Regions from separate parts of the Mus musculus genome. Here all the other regions are linked to region 3. A link is a contact called in public HiChIP or PLAC-seq data. All regions are on one chromosome and are shown on one strand. The core of a region is the stretch at or near the end of the contact, and the rest is flanking DNA. Distances in the headings are between cores, read along the strand shown. Region 1 overlaps Gm41334 (a long non-coding RNA gene). Region 2 has its middle 180 kb from the start of Gm24696. Region 3 has its middle 280 kb from the start of Gm41333.

The links. HiChIP or PLAC-seq counts read pairs in DNA pulled down with a chosen protein or histone mark.
Region 1: an HNF4G HiChIP or PLAC-seq map of pancreatic cancer cells shows a contact between it and region 3. The contact joins two enhancer-like sites. A contact is called at or near these places in 1 of 115 datasets of contacts at active chromatin or transcription factors (pancreatic cancer cells) and 1 of 9 other capture datasets (embryonic tail).
Region 2: a FOXA1 HiChIP or PLAC-seq map of pancreatic cancer cells shows a contact between it and region 3. The contact joins two enhancer-like sites. A contact is called at or near these places in 2 of 115 datasets of contacts at active chromatin or transcription factors (CD8 T cells and pancreatic cancer cells) and 1 of 9 other capture datasets (embryonic stem cells).

What each region holds. Positions count from the first base shown.
Region 1 is chr15:63,064,180-63,068,611 of GRCm38.p6, reverse strand. Gm41334 (a long non-coding RNA gene) reads left to right here. Exons shown (of 3, transcript XR_875378.1): 2 at 621-694; 3 at 991-1,112. Among named protein-coding and RNA genes, the nearest start is that of Gm41334, 4.4 kb to the left of the region's middle. RefSeq lists an enhancer at 1,001-2,910. Within about 2 kb of position 2,076, at least 43 of the 459 cell types and tissues checked have an H3K27ac peak or open chromatin away from gene starts, as enhancers often do. A contact at or near this core is called in pancreatic cancer cells, where this site is marked.
Region 2 is chr15:61,531,529-61,536,246 of GRCm38.p6, reverse strand. No RefSeq gene overlaps it. Among named protein-coding and RNA genes, the nearest start is that of Gm24696, 180 kb to the right of the region's middle. Within about 2 kb of position 3,311, at least 64 of the 459 cell types and tissues checked have an H3K27ac peak or open chromatin away from gene starts, as enhancers often do. A contact at or near this core is called in pancreatic cancer cells, where this site is marked.
Region 3 is chr15:62,390,420-62,394,854 of GRCm38.p6, reverse strand. No RefSeq gene overlaps it. Among named protein-coding and RNA genes, the nearest start is that of Gm41333, 280 kb to the left of the region's middle. Within about 2 kb of position 2,359, at least 86 of the 459 cell types and tissues checked have an H3K27ac peak or open chromatin away from gene starts, as enhancers often do. A contact at or near this core is called in pancreatic cancer cells, where this site is marked.

The DNA of each region.
Region 1 (4,432 bases), core at 827-3,326, 670 kb before region 3:
TCTCATTGAGTAAGAGAAATTCAGTAAGAGCATCATGTTAGATGGGTATAAAATGATAACCTGGTATACTTCTTTAGAAAAATTTAAGTGCTTGTTGTGTACAGATATAATTATTACAACATACTACAAACTTAAATCAAGAAACTCCTATTACTTGAGATGACTAATTCTTTAATATGCAAACACTTGCAAACTGTTAACAAAGTAAGTCAAATATTCTGTTTGTTATATACAGTGAGACAGCAAATGAATGTTTAAAGCTGGGAGCATTCTTAGACCTTTTAAAATTATTTTTGCTACTTTGGTTATTCATGTGTATGCATGTGGACCTGTGTGTGAACTCATAGATCAACTCTGGTCATCGGGCTTGGTAACAAGCACTTTTACCCACTGAGCCATCTTGCTGTCCTAGAATATTAAAATATGGTCTGTTGCCTGAATACGAAATATACCTCCAGAGGCTCATGTCTTTGAAAAATGTGTTGTCTGTCCTGTTTTCAAAGGTTACGTAACCTTCGGTGAGTGGAGCCTCAATGAAGTGGATGAGCTATGCAGGATGAGTCTTGACATTCTATACCATTATCCTAATTTCCTGTCTCTGCTTGGCTCTCTGGTTGCAGATGCAAACTGACCTGTTGCCTTCGGCACCTTCTCCATGCCTTTCCCATTGGGATGGAATTTCTCTCCTGTAACTGTAAGTCAAAAATTCTTTTCATCCTTAAGGTTGCTTTTGGCCACAGCAACAAGAAAAGTGTCTAATAATATAGTATTTTATATTATATTTGTGGTAGAGGTATTGAAAATGTACATTTAAGAACAACAAAAACAAATAAAAACAAACAAACAAAGAACAGGACAATGGGTTAAGCCCTGACACAAGTTCAAACCTCTGTAATTGAATCTTTATTTCATATTATATAGCATAGATTTTTCTGATATAAAAGAGGAAATAAACGTCTTAAATGATGTTCTAATTACTGTATCTTACAGACCTCAAGAGTGGCAGATCACCAAGCAATAAGCACACTTATTTGGAGTCATTGCCTCCTCACCAAATATGTAAGGTGTATTGATCAAAAATAGACAGAATAAACCGATAAGTGAGGAGCTCACAGGATTTCCTAGTGTATGTGCTAGATCATCTATTTCCTCTTGCATGTTACTGAATAAAAGGCTATTTTCAGTCAGGAGAAACAATGACACAAAATACCACTGCCTCCATTTGCAAGAGACTTTGTAAGTGCCTTACAGGAAGTTAGTCATGGCCCTTGAATGGTGTGTAAGAGCACTTGCACTGTTAAATCGCATGCTTACTTCAGGATTCTGGAATCTTCCCAAACTGTTTGCTTACCTTTGGCTGAATTTTCTGACTAGATGGAAGGGGCTTTCCAATGATTTGCCACACAGGGCTTATCTTGAATTGTGTAACAGGCAGTACAGGGACTAGGCAACTGTTTGAGATCGAGAAATGACTATGTACATTATCAACAATTGTTTGTAGAGATAGAGGGAAGGGTTGTTAACTTCCTTTGGAAAACAAATCTTTTGCTAATTACTATGCTATCTGGCTTGTAGACAGATGAATAGAGAAAAAAGTCACAAAATGTTATGTTTTTAATTCTGGCCATTTGATATAACACTACCTCTCCCTATGAAAATTCTCCGGACTCTGTCCTAGAATAGCATTTTACTTGAGGAAACAGTGTAGTATTTTGAGACAAGAAGACATACAGCAATCCTGGACTCATTTAAATTGACTAATATGCTTTTGTTTTTCTGAGCATGTGTTTGTTCAGGTTTCAAATGGAGGGACCATGATCCCATAAAATACAGGGATGTTATAAAGGTCAAGAAAGACAATATCTATAAAAGGGGCTACTGGTCAAGAACTGAGTCAGATAGGAATCTCTGTTGTTATTGTGTTAGTTATTCAGTTAAGAAATTTTGCCTGCTTCATAGTAGAATTTGTGATCTACATCTAAGACTTTGCAAAAGAAAGTAAGTATCTTGAGGTTAGGACTTAGTCATCTCCTAACCCCTCAAAGTCTAGTGAAACTTGTGTAAATCTCCTACTTTTCTCCCAGAAACAAATCCTGTTGAGGACACTCCCCTCTTGACATCTCCTTAGTAAAGAACACTCACACAGCAGGGGTGAATGCACTTTAGAAAAGACTTCAGCTCATTCTGCACTAGGACTCTGAAATTTAATTTTAGCCACAGTGTTGATGGAACAGATCACAGAGCTTGGGCCACTCTTCAGTGGAAATGAAATTGGAGAAGGGCATGGAGCCAAAAATAAGGGCCTTTCTGTCTAGTGTTTGGGGACATGGACTTGAGAATTTCAAGTGGCCACCAGTCCCTCCCTCACTGCCAACACTGCACAACTCTTGGCTGAAACCTCACTAGGACATGAGGGTCTTGCTATAGGAAAAGAGAGTTCCTTTTTACTGACACCAAGCTCAGCAGAAAGGAATGCACTTCAAATAGCCCTGTTTGCTCAGTAACCACATTTGGGCTTCATGGTCTTTGGAGCCCTGCTCTCTTTGTAATTGACACACATCGGGAGCCGGCTGCTGATAGCAAAGACAGTGAGTTTGGTTTAGAGTAGGGCCTCATGTAGAATGCTATTAGCTGACCCTGCCCAGGATGTCTTCTTATCCTAATGAGAGAGGAGTGCTAAGGAGGAAGAAATAGTTGTCTATGACAAATGTAGTACTTTCCTGTTTTCTGTATTGCTACATACTATATAGTTTCTCAAAACCTTGTTGGAAATGCTTTTGTCAGAATCATGAATATCAGAGATTATTACCTGGGTCCTATTTGTAACAGTACACTTACTGCTAGTAAAAATGGTAGCTTCTTATAACTTACACCTTAAATTCTCTCACTTAAAATCCTCATAACGTGCCCAGTGTGGTGGCTTAAGCCTTTAATCCCAGCACTTTGGAGGCAAAGGCAGGCGGATTTCGGAGTTCAAGGTCAGCCTGGTCTACAAAGTGAGTTCCAGGACAGCCAGGGCTATACAGAGAAACCCTGTCTTGAAAAACCAAAAAAAAAAAAATCTTCATAAGACTCATCCACGGACTGACTCCCATCATTCTACATTAGCAAGAACCAAAGATTCAGATCTTCATGTTAAATTTCCCAAATAACCTTATGATGTTCATATAGTTCAAATTTTCAGTTCAGAATCTATGGATTTAAAATACTTCCTGAACTGGTTTATTGTAGTTATCTTACCATTAACCTCAACAAATGATCTGATGATACCATAGCATACACATTGTCCCAATGGTTATTCAACTGCCAAATGTAGGATGACTGACTAAGAATCTAAGCTTCGCATTCAGGAAGAAAAAGGACATCTCTAGCTGCATATGTTTCAAAAGATGGCCTAGTCAGCCATCACTGGAAAGAGAGGCCCTTTGGACTCGCAAACTTTATATGCCCCAGTACAGGGGAACGCCAGGGCCAAAAAGGGGGAGTGGGTGGGTAGGGGATTGGGGGGGTGGGCATGGGGGACTTTTGGGATAGCATTGGAAATGTAAACGAGGAAAATACCTAATTAAAAAAAAAAGGAAAAAGGACATTGCACAGAGAGACTTAGTTTAGTTTCTCTCCTTCCATGATGCTATAGTTCCATTAGTGTTAGAATTTTACTCATGTTTTCTCTATACAAATTGTGCCATGTCTTACTGACCCTCTTTATGCCATTAAAGGGATTACCTTGTGCCTTTGGTGATGTCCTTTCTTCATTCCTTAACTGAACTCCAGCTTATCTTCAGAATTTAGCCAACCTTTCAACCCACCTAAGACTCTCCTGCACTAAAATCCACTCTACTTACATCACACTACATGGCCACGAACAAATCCCTAGAAGTATATTTCACATTATATTAGAATTCATTCTTTTCATGTCTCTGTGGTCCATAATCAGTTCTTCAGTGAGACGCATATTGCAATGGTTTCAGCTATTGTGCCATCCAACAAATATATCTTAAAGTCCTAACTTTTGGTACCTGTAAATATGGCATTATATGGAAATAGAATTTTGGTAGATATAAATTAAGACCAGAGTATGGTAGAGTAGGTAGAGTCTTAACTATAAGTAACTGCTGTCTGTATAAGAAGATAGAGAATGAAAGTAAGGAAACTGAAAGCCAATGCATGATGAGAATTGCCTCGTCTAGTCCCTGATTTTAGTGGGATTGCTTCGAGTTTCTCTCCATTTAGTTTGATGTTGGCTACTGGTTTGCTGTAGATTGCTTATATTATGTTTAGGTATGGGCCTTGAATTCCTGATCTTTCCAAGACTTTTATCTTGAAGGGGTGTTGGATTTTGTCAAATGCTTTCTCAGCATCTAACAAGATGATCATGTGGTTTTTGTCTTTGAGTTTGTTTATATAGTGGATTGTGTTGATGGATATTCTT
Region 2 (4,718 bases), core at 2,062-4,561, 860 kb after region 3:
ATACCGTGGCAGAAGCCAAAAGCCCATGCAAAAGTACAAACACGTGAGGGAGCAAACTCAGCCTTCCCCTAGGAACCCCTCCCTGAATGACTAACTGACTCTTGCAATAAGGGCATTAATCCATTCACGAGGCAGAGACTCATGAGCTGTACACAAAGCTGTTCTATTTCTCACATACAAATTTCTCAAGCTCAAGCAGTGCTGTTATTCTTTTCTATCTCTAGATGTTATCTTATATCTTTAGAGCCTCTTTCAAATGCACAGGTCAGTGATCAACAATACAGAGGAACCCTGAGGTTCTTGTCTGGAAGTGCTGTAAATAGCAATTAGGATAACGTTTTTCCACACCCAACATTGCATTCTTGGGAGAGGGACATAGATAGCTTAGAGGGCAGGAAGGAAAAACACTAGAATGGGTCATTGTCTACTGTGTAGGAGCTGCTCTGCTGGGTCTTTACAGTGTATATCTCTTTATACATTTTTATAACTCTGCAGTGTGTGTGAAATGACTGCTACTTCATGACTGCACAGCAAAGCTTAGAGACTGAATCAACTAAGAACGGAAGAATTAAAAATCCACAGCATCTAGTCAGAGCCTGTTATGTAAGAGTAAGGTAAACAATTCAAAAAGACACGTCAGAGGGTTTTCTGCCCCCAATAGAAGATCATCCTATCCATGTAAGAAAAAACTATATAGCTGCCTGAATCAGAATGTGACAGAAAAACAGAAAAACAAACAAACAAAAAAGTGACAGAAGAATCTGGCAAAAGAATTTTAAGGGGTGTAACGTCAGTGATTTCAATAAGCTTGCCTGGGACTGAGGAGGCAGCTCAGTGGTTAAAGCATTTGTCAAGCAGGTTTGAGCCGCTGAATGCTAATCCCCTGAATCCATGTGGAGCTGGGGATGGTAACGTGCTTTGTATAATACCATTGTTGCCTCAATGAAATAAGAGAAGGAGACATCAGAATCATCGTAGGTTTGCACGCACACCCAGGGGTGAAAGACAGGCAAACCGTCTCAAACCAAGAGGAAGGGAAGGGTAACATTTGAGGTTGTCCTCTGAGCTCCACAAGCATCCTGTCGCTCCTGCAGCCTCACAAACATGAATATGTATATACCCATATGTAAGTATTAAGCATGCACACATAAACAAACATGTACACAACAAACAAATAGATACATTTTCTTAATATGTGAAAAACATTTAGACAGATGATATTTTTCGCTTTTATCCAACAGACAACTGTAAATGCTAGTTTTTGGTCCAAAGCAAAGCAAAAACAACTATATGAAAAATTCTCCTAAGTGAAAAATTATAATGTTATTATTTTCTGAAAACCCAGAAAACTAGACATCCAATAAATGAAGTAAGCAGGATTTTTTTTTCAAGTTGACTATTGGAAAAATGGAGAAATCATAAGTTAAAAATAGAAATTAAATCTAGGAATTAGTGGAAAGATAATTATTTGTCATCAGAATCCACTGATTACAAATGTATAGCATATTGTGAGGAACATATTGTGTAAATTGTCTTTATTGTTTTTTTCTATGAATAAATATTATGTTTGGAATTTTTTGAGATTGTAATACAATTATAACATTTCTCCTTCCAAATCCTCACTCTCCTTTAAATTCATGACCTCTTTTTTCCTTAATTGTTGTTGCATGCAGGTATGTATGCATATATACATATACATATTCCTAAATATACATATACAGATATATAAATATACACATATACATACCCACATAAACATTTATACATATACACATATATGCATAAATATTCCTAAATATAACCTCTTCAGACTATATAATGTTCCTTTTACTTATGCTTTTAAGGTTGATCAGTTGGTGTTGGATAACCAATTAGTGTGTTCTTCCCTGAGAAAGATCATCTCTCCCACTCCTAGCTTTGCTCACTTATCAATAGTTCCTTGTTTAGGGCAGAGACCTCAGGGACTCCATCCACTTTGAAAGTCCATTGCTATCATCTTTGTCCATCCTTGTTCATTTCACATTGGACAGTCAGGTTGGTTAGATCTTTTGAGTGTAGCTTCTGATGTTGCTAGGAGATAGCACCTCACAGCCAATAAGGGAGTGATTCCAGTTCAGATGTGGGGAGCAAACTCAGAAAGCAAAGCAGGGGACATAGAGAACAGTTACACACAAAGGACGAATGTCCTGACACAGGAAGTGGCACAGTAGAAATAGTACGAGTGAAAAAAATGTCTCTTCAAAAAGACTGTTAAATAAAATTAATGATGGTGATCTGGCTGGAAGGAGACAATGCTGTTCTACAAGAGAAGAATGGAACCTCTTTCATTTAAGCACTGCCTGCCTATGTTTCTGAGTGCCATCTGATACACTACCAGTGTGAAATGGTTCCAAAGAGCAACCACCAAATCTATTCAGGACATTGATAGATTAATAGATTAATAGAAACTATCTAAGATATTACATAAAAGTTTTTCATATTCTGAGATGCAGAAATTATTAGGAGTAAAGATGGCCTGCATGCTTTTTTTTTTAATCTGACCACAAAGCAGTTAATGTGTGGTTAGCTCTGAGGTCTCACATCTGAGCTATTGTTGAGACAAGTTAATTTCTCCTGTTTCTAGAACATTCCTGTAAGTTCTTCTTCAGTCTCAAATACAGGGCAAAATGAAAGCCAAACAAAACAACAAACAAACAACAACAAAACCAAAAACCTAAAACAAAGAAAATCAGTTTCTCGTCTTGAAGAAGAAGCCAGCACTGAACTCTACAGGGTTCAGTGAATCTATGTGTATCAGACACAGCTGAACATAAATTATCTATTAACTTTTGATATAATCCTGATTTTTCCAACGGTGTGATAACTCACAGCAGTCCTCTACTACATTGCCAGAATCACACAGCCAATAAACATCAGAACAGGATATAACCCCAGCCCATCTATCTGAGCCACCCATGCATTTAAAGAGCCTGCCTCATCATGTCCTAACACAGGACAAGCATGCTGCCTCTTCTGTATGTCCTTTTTCCATGTCCCACCTTCACATTCAGTGCTGGCCCAGAACTTGTGGTATTACATTAAGATACGGCCAGGAAGGGTCATAGGTGAGAGAAGAGCAATCCCACACCTACCCGTTTCTACAGCTGCACTGTTTCTTCCTTCAGATGAAGTTCGTGCTGTTATATAAAAGGAATGTTACCCAAATGCCTCCAGCATGAGTTTCCTTTTAAAGGAGAAATAGAAGAATGAGGCGTTTGGTTTTCCTTTGTTTGCCTGTAGCACCTATGTTAAGAATTTGTCCTTAAACCATGACTCACTCATTCTTGGAGCGAAGTACAAGGAAGTGAACAGATATAATACTTCTGTGAGATGTGGGCTTGAGCTTGTGTGGGAAAGATTGAACTGGGACCGTTAAGGCAACGTTTCATTCAAAACCCACCAATCCACCCCACCCTGCCCCTTCCCCAACAGTTCCCAACATGACTGTTGTTCCAGAAGGCCCATTTTCGGTCTTGCATGACTATCAAATATTCAGACAAGTGATATCTAGTTCCTTTGTATGTGGTTGCTTGCTGGATTGTTAAGGTTTATAATTATTAACTGAATCATTGGCTAGTTGTTCAGTAGGCAGTTGGATTGGGAATAGTTATTTACAGAACAAAAGCAGATGGCAGGACAAGTAGTTTAGATAGAGTGCAGGGTATATAAGCTTGAAAAGTATTGAGTTTTTGCAGATGGCATGGCATTAAGCTTTCAACTTAACCCACTGCATTTTAATTCCCTCGCTCTATAAGTGCATATGCTACCGGTAGAAAAGATCCTGTTAGAATACCAAGATCCCAGTTCTCAGTATATCAAGAACCATTCTAGAAAGTGACCCATTTGGGCAACTCCTAGCCCCCGACCTCTTCATCGCCAGCAATGTGGCTGCCTAGAAACTTCTCAGTGTAATTCACTGGCAACAGGGAGTTCCATGAATACCAGTGAGTCATCCTGCTGGCTACTGTGATCCACAAGTGGGATGCCTAGGTGCTCAGGATGTTTGCTTTGGAAGGAACTCACCCAAAGAATTTCTTTCCTTTGCATGAGACAATGAAGAGTGGGAAGTCACTCTGGGTGTGATTGTTTATCTCTCTTCTTTTATATCCATTGTTTAATTCCTGTGAAAATGCAAGTCCTGAAGCAATGAAAATTTAAGAATTTAGGAGGACCCTATAGAGAACAAAAATTTCAGTTGCCTGTGCTTATCCACTCATGAGGTCCTAATGTTCATTAAAAAACAAAAAAACAAACAAAAAAAAAACAAAGAAAGAAAGAAAAGAGAAGAGAAGAGAAAAGAAGAGAAGAGAAGAAAAGAAAAAGGCATCCTGAACTTCCTGCAAATTCTTGGCTTACACTGGAAATCAGTGTTATCACCCAATAGTGCCTGGTTATCAAAATGATACAACCCATGAATACTTCAATACCCTCCTGATTTCTGAATCAAGACTCAACAATACCACTCCCACTTGCACCACCGTCACGACCACCATCAGTACTACCACCACAAAAACCTATCACCAAGTAACATGTAAGTACCAAGTAACACAATAGCCAAAGGGAAATAGTTCAGACACAATTCTTTTATGTAGCAAAATGATTGGTGTGTCTTACTCTGTGGCTCAAGACTATCAGGGAAGTAAACTAATACTGATGTAATTCTCCCTCATTTCATTCAT
Region 3 (4,435 bases), core at 1,110-3,609:
CAAAGACTGGAGTAGAGAAAAAGCAATTGGCATAACCCCTGAACAGATAGACAGAAGGAACTGTGACTTCTTCGAGGAAACTGTCCCAATCCGGTCCATTCTGCGTATTCCTTAAATTAGACCCTAGGCTCCAATGCCCAGCCACTAAATAAATAAATAAATAAATAAATAAATAAATAAATAAATAAATAAATATTAAAAATAAAAGTCTTACAAAGAGCCTGAGCACCTGGAAACAGATGTAATCCAGAAGGTTGGACCAAGTTTCACATGCCTCAGTTTCTTCTTCTTTAATATGCATATGTGCATGCCCCCTGCATATTGTTATGCTTTGACAACTCATACGACAGAGCCCTCAACAGTAGCAAAGGTTGAATAAAGGTTGGTGTCTCACCCATCATCACAGTTTGTTCAGTAAGAGTGTTAGAACTTCAGGCCAGCTGTGCCTTTCCACCTTGTTTCAAGACCAACTTCTGAACTCATGGGGTGGGGGGTGTAAGATAAATGAGGGTAGTGTATTTTTTAGATTTGGATAAGGAAATAATTTGGCAAAGGTCAGCTAGCTAAGAGCAAAAACTATGAACTATCTGGCCCACTGACCAGATTTTTGTCAATAAAACATTTTTAAGTAAACATGTTTTTTACAGCTTGAACTAATTTTATTTGCAAAAATGAACAAGTGGATAAAAGTCTTCATTTGCCCTATTGCTATAAAGTTTCACTAAAACACAGTTATACTCATTGATTTGCAAAAGGCTTTTGTACAAAGGCAGAGTACAATACCTAGGGCACAGAACATATGACCACAGCTAAAGTATATACCTACTCTCTGCCTCTGAGGATAAACTTTGCCAGCACTTGGTTTAAGATGCACATTGATTTATACATACATATGTTTGTACATACATACTTACATACATACACACAAATGCACACATATATTTGCATATATACATATAAGCATATGTATATGTATACAACTCAATAGAAAATGGACTCATGCACCTTCCTCCATGGATCTCCAAGGTGACAAAGCATCAATTGCATGATCACTTGAAGGAAGGTGACCCATATGCTACACACTTGCAACAGCGGGGAATCCAGCTAAGTTCTTCTCACCCTCCTTTTTAACTGGTGATTGTTGGCAAGTTTCACAAAACCAGAACATGGTTATCAAGTGGCAAGAATTGGGAAATTTAATTGGTTTCCCAATGATTAATAGTTGTTAGATGGTTAACCCTGTGGAACCGAAATGACTCACCAGCATCCTTGACTTACTGCTCTTGGTTTCATTAGCCTCGTTCCCCCCTTGCTGTGGTCCCCCTAGGAGGCCTTTGCTGAGCTCCTAGTATGTGTCTGGGGAAGCCACCAACTCCTGATGGCCCTAAAGGCCTCTTTCCTTTTTCTCATTTCTTTTTCTGTGGTGTCAGAGATAGAACACGGGGCCTCTCAAATGCTAGGCACACACTCTACTCTGAGCTCAGTCTTTGAGTTCTCTTTAGACAGGAGGTTACTATGTAGCCCAGATAAGCATAAAAGTTGTAGACCAAGCTAGACTTGGGCTTGAAATATCCTAATTGCCATGTAAGTGATACTGGGGTGCTTCTCTCTGTCTCTGTCTGTCTCTTTCTGTGTGTCTCTATCTCTCTGTCTTTCTGTCTCTCTGTCTGTTTGTGAATGAGTGTGTGTGTTTGTGTGTGTCTCAGCAGCTGAATAAAACACTCCTAGTTCCTGCTATGCTTCACACTCCGGGGTTCAACATTGAAGCTACTGATTGTGGTGATAACAGCAAGGAGGTACTAAAAGGACTGCCTCAGAACAATGCTCTTCATTCAGCTGGGTGGTTCACAGTCTGAATGTGAAGAAACTGGGCTCTCTGCATATTTCAAGAAGAAAGGACCTTAATACAGGAAACTAAAAGCACAACTGTTGTATAGGCTCATAATGACAAGGGACTCTGAAATGGCAGGAACTCAGGAAGCAGTGTGGACACAGATAAACCTCAACATGGGCAAAAAGAAGCAAATGGCAACATCCCATACCTCCTGCATGTGCTCCACTACAGCTACTAAGAATAGAGGCCATTGTTTCTTCACGACTTTCTAGTGAAAGTTGAGGAAATCTGGCCCAGAGGCAGAGTTCTCACATACAGGCAAGAACATAGGCAGAAGGAAGGAAGGGGTGTTGTTGGTTGGTACTCCAACATACTGAGAAATCTGAGAAGACTTCCCAAAGAATGTGGTGCAGAAGGCACAGTTTTGAAAACTTGAGGTCAGCCAAGCCTTGACTTGGTCAGTGATTCATCAGAGGAGTTTCCCTTTCTAGACTGCAGGATCCCAAAGTACGGAAGTGCACCCTTCCCGAGAAGAACTGCTCTTATGCAACTAAATGAAGAGGGAGCCATAAATAGCTTGGTTTGTTTCCTTCCTGGGGAAAGAGATGTAGAAGTTAGTTATTAAAGGAAAAATCAATAACCATCGTCATTGAAACTGTAAGTATAGAAGGGGCTTCTCTCCCAATATACTGTACAGGTAGTTGGGAATTGTGTTAAGAAAAGATTGTTCAAGGTAGGAAAGCCTGTTAATTACAATGACAGCAGAGCACTGAATAGAGATGAGATCCCTAGGTCCTCTCTGGATATAAGCACCACCTCCCTTTTCGGTCCCAGTTTCTTTCTTTCCAGAAATACATCAGGAACAAACTCTCCAGAGAACCATTCCATTGACAGCTTACCTAGCACACAGGCCTCCGAGTTTAGATAGATTTAGCTCATTGTTCTTTGAAAACAAGGACCTAGCAGTGACAAGTACCTCCCACATCTCTTGCTAAGAGCTCTGGACAGCCCTGCCTTTGAATTCTGCAAGAGTCTTTGAGCTAAGTCTTTTACCCACATCTTCCTCATGAGGAAGCATGAACTAGGAAGGGTAGACTCGAACATCTGCTGCTGCATACCAAAGCTCAAGCCCAGAGGTGAGGAATAATTGAAGAAAGGAAAGTCCCTTATTGTATCTCTATTATAAGGTAACTGAATTCTAGTGGGTGTTTCTCAGTCACCTTACAGAATCATGAGGAACATTGAGTTGCTCTGTGGCTGTTTTTCCTACCTTTTATACCATGACCAAATAGGCAATAGTGGTGGCTCACCTTTCCCAAGAAGAGTAGACATCTTTGAGATTCCACAGTTACCTCCCAAACTCCATCTGCATTATTGTCTCAGAAGTATAGATTTAAACATTTAGTTGGTTCTTATAGACTAAAATTCACATGGCTTTCAAAGTTTTTGTTGTTGTTGTTGTTGTTGTTGTTGTTGTTGTTGTTGTTGTTGTTGTTGTTGTTGTTGCTGTTGCTGCTGCTGCTGCTGCTGTTACTGCTGCTGCTGCTGGGGGGGGGGCTGTTGTTGTTGATAATGATGATGTTGTTGTTTTTATTTTTCAGATATAACTTACCTTCCAGGGCTTTCTTCCTTGTTAGTTTTTATATTCTTCAACTTTCATTATGTATTAGAAAAATGCTCATCTTAGTGAACAGAACCTAGAGATACACCTCAAAAATAAAGCTACGAACACATTACAAAGACATGACCCTTGCTTCTTCCATTGGACAATGAGTTTATCACATTCTTTTTCCCTATCATGCCCCGTCTTACCTTGCATTTGTTACTAGTTCTGTGACGTTCCAGATCATTTTCACATTAAGATTTGAAACATTATAAACACTGTTTTCTCCATGACGTTGGAGATTTAATTCCGTTCTCTAATTGAAACAGTGACTTTAAGATTGTGTTCCTCCTCAGTGCTTAGTGTAACTTTTTACTGGCCCCTCTCATTTGGACTATTCTTATGTCTACTCTTTGGACAGCATAGATAAGTGTTTTTGGAGGCTAGTTTATAAATATATGTGTTGTCTCTTTTGCTAACCCATTCTGTATATATGGATACTAACTAGAATAAAAATAGACTATTCGTCAAACAGTATTATGTGTTTTCTGTCATTCAGTATGCCAGGAAGAACAAGACCCCGGTTAGGTTAATGTTTGTCATCATAGTAGGATATATGCCTGGGTGTTGATACAATTTTGTTTTTAATCTCTGTAGGCTGAAGTTTGTACCATGCCACACAGATGTAAGATTGATTCTTGAGGTTAACTAAATTGCAGTCAAGTCTCTGTCCTCCATAAGTATCCTGCCCTCTAACTCAGCAATGCTAACTGTGTTTCATGGCTGCTTGTACTCTCTCCCTATGTTTCTGAAACATCTGTCATTGTTAATCCTTGTTCCCCCTCCCAAAGTTCAAAGAAAGTTCATCAACTATGTTCCCCACATGAATGGCACACCTTCACAGAACACTACTGCTTCCTACCCTTCCTTGTCCCCACAAAGGTTTAATTGTTTATCATATCTAAGCATACAATCTTCTCACTTGCTTCATCTCTCTC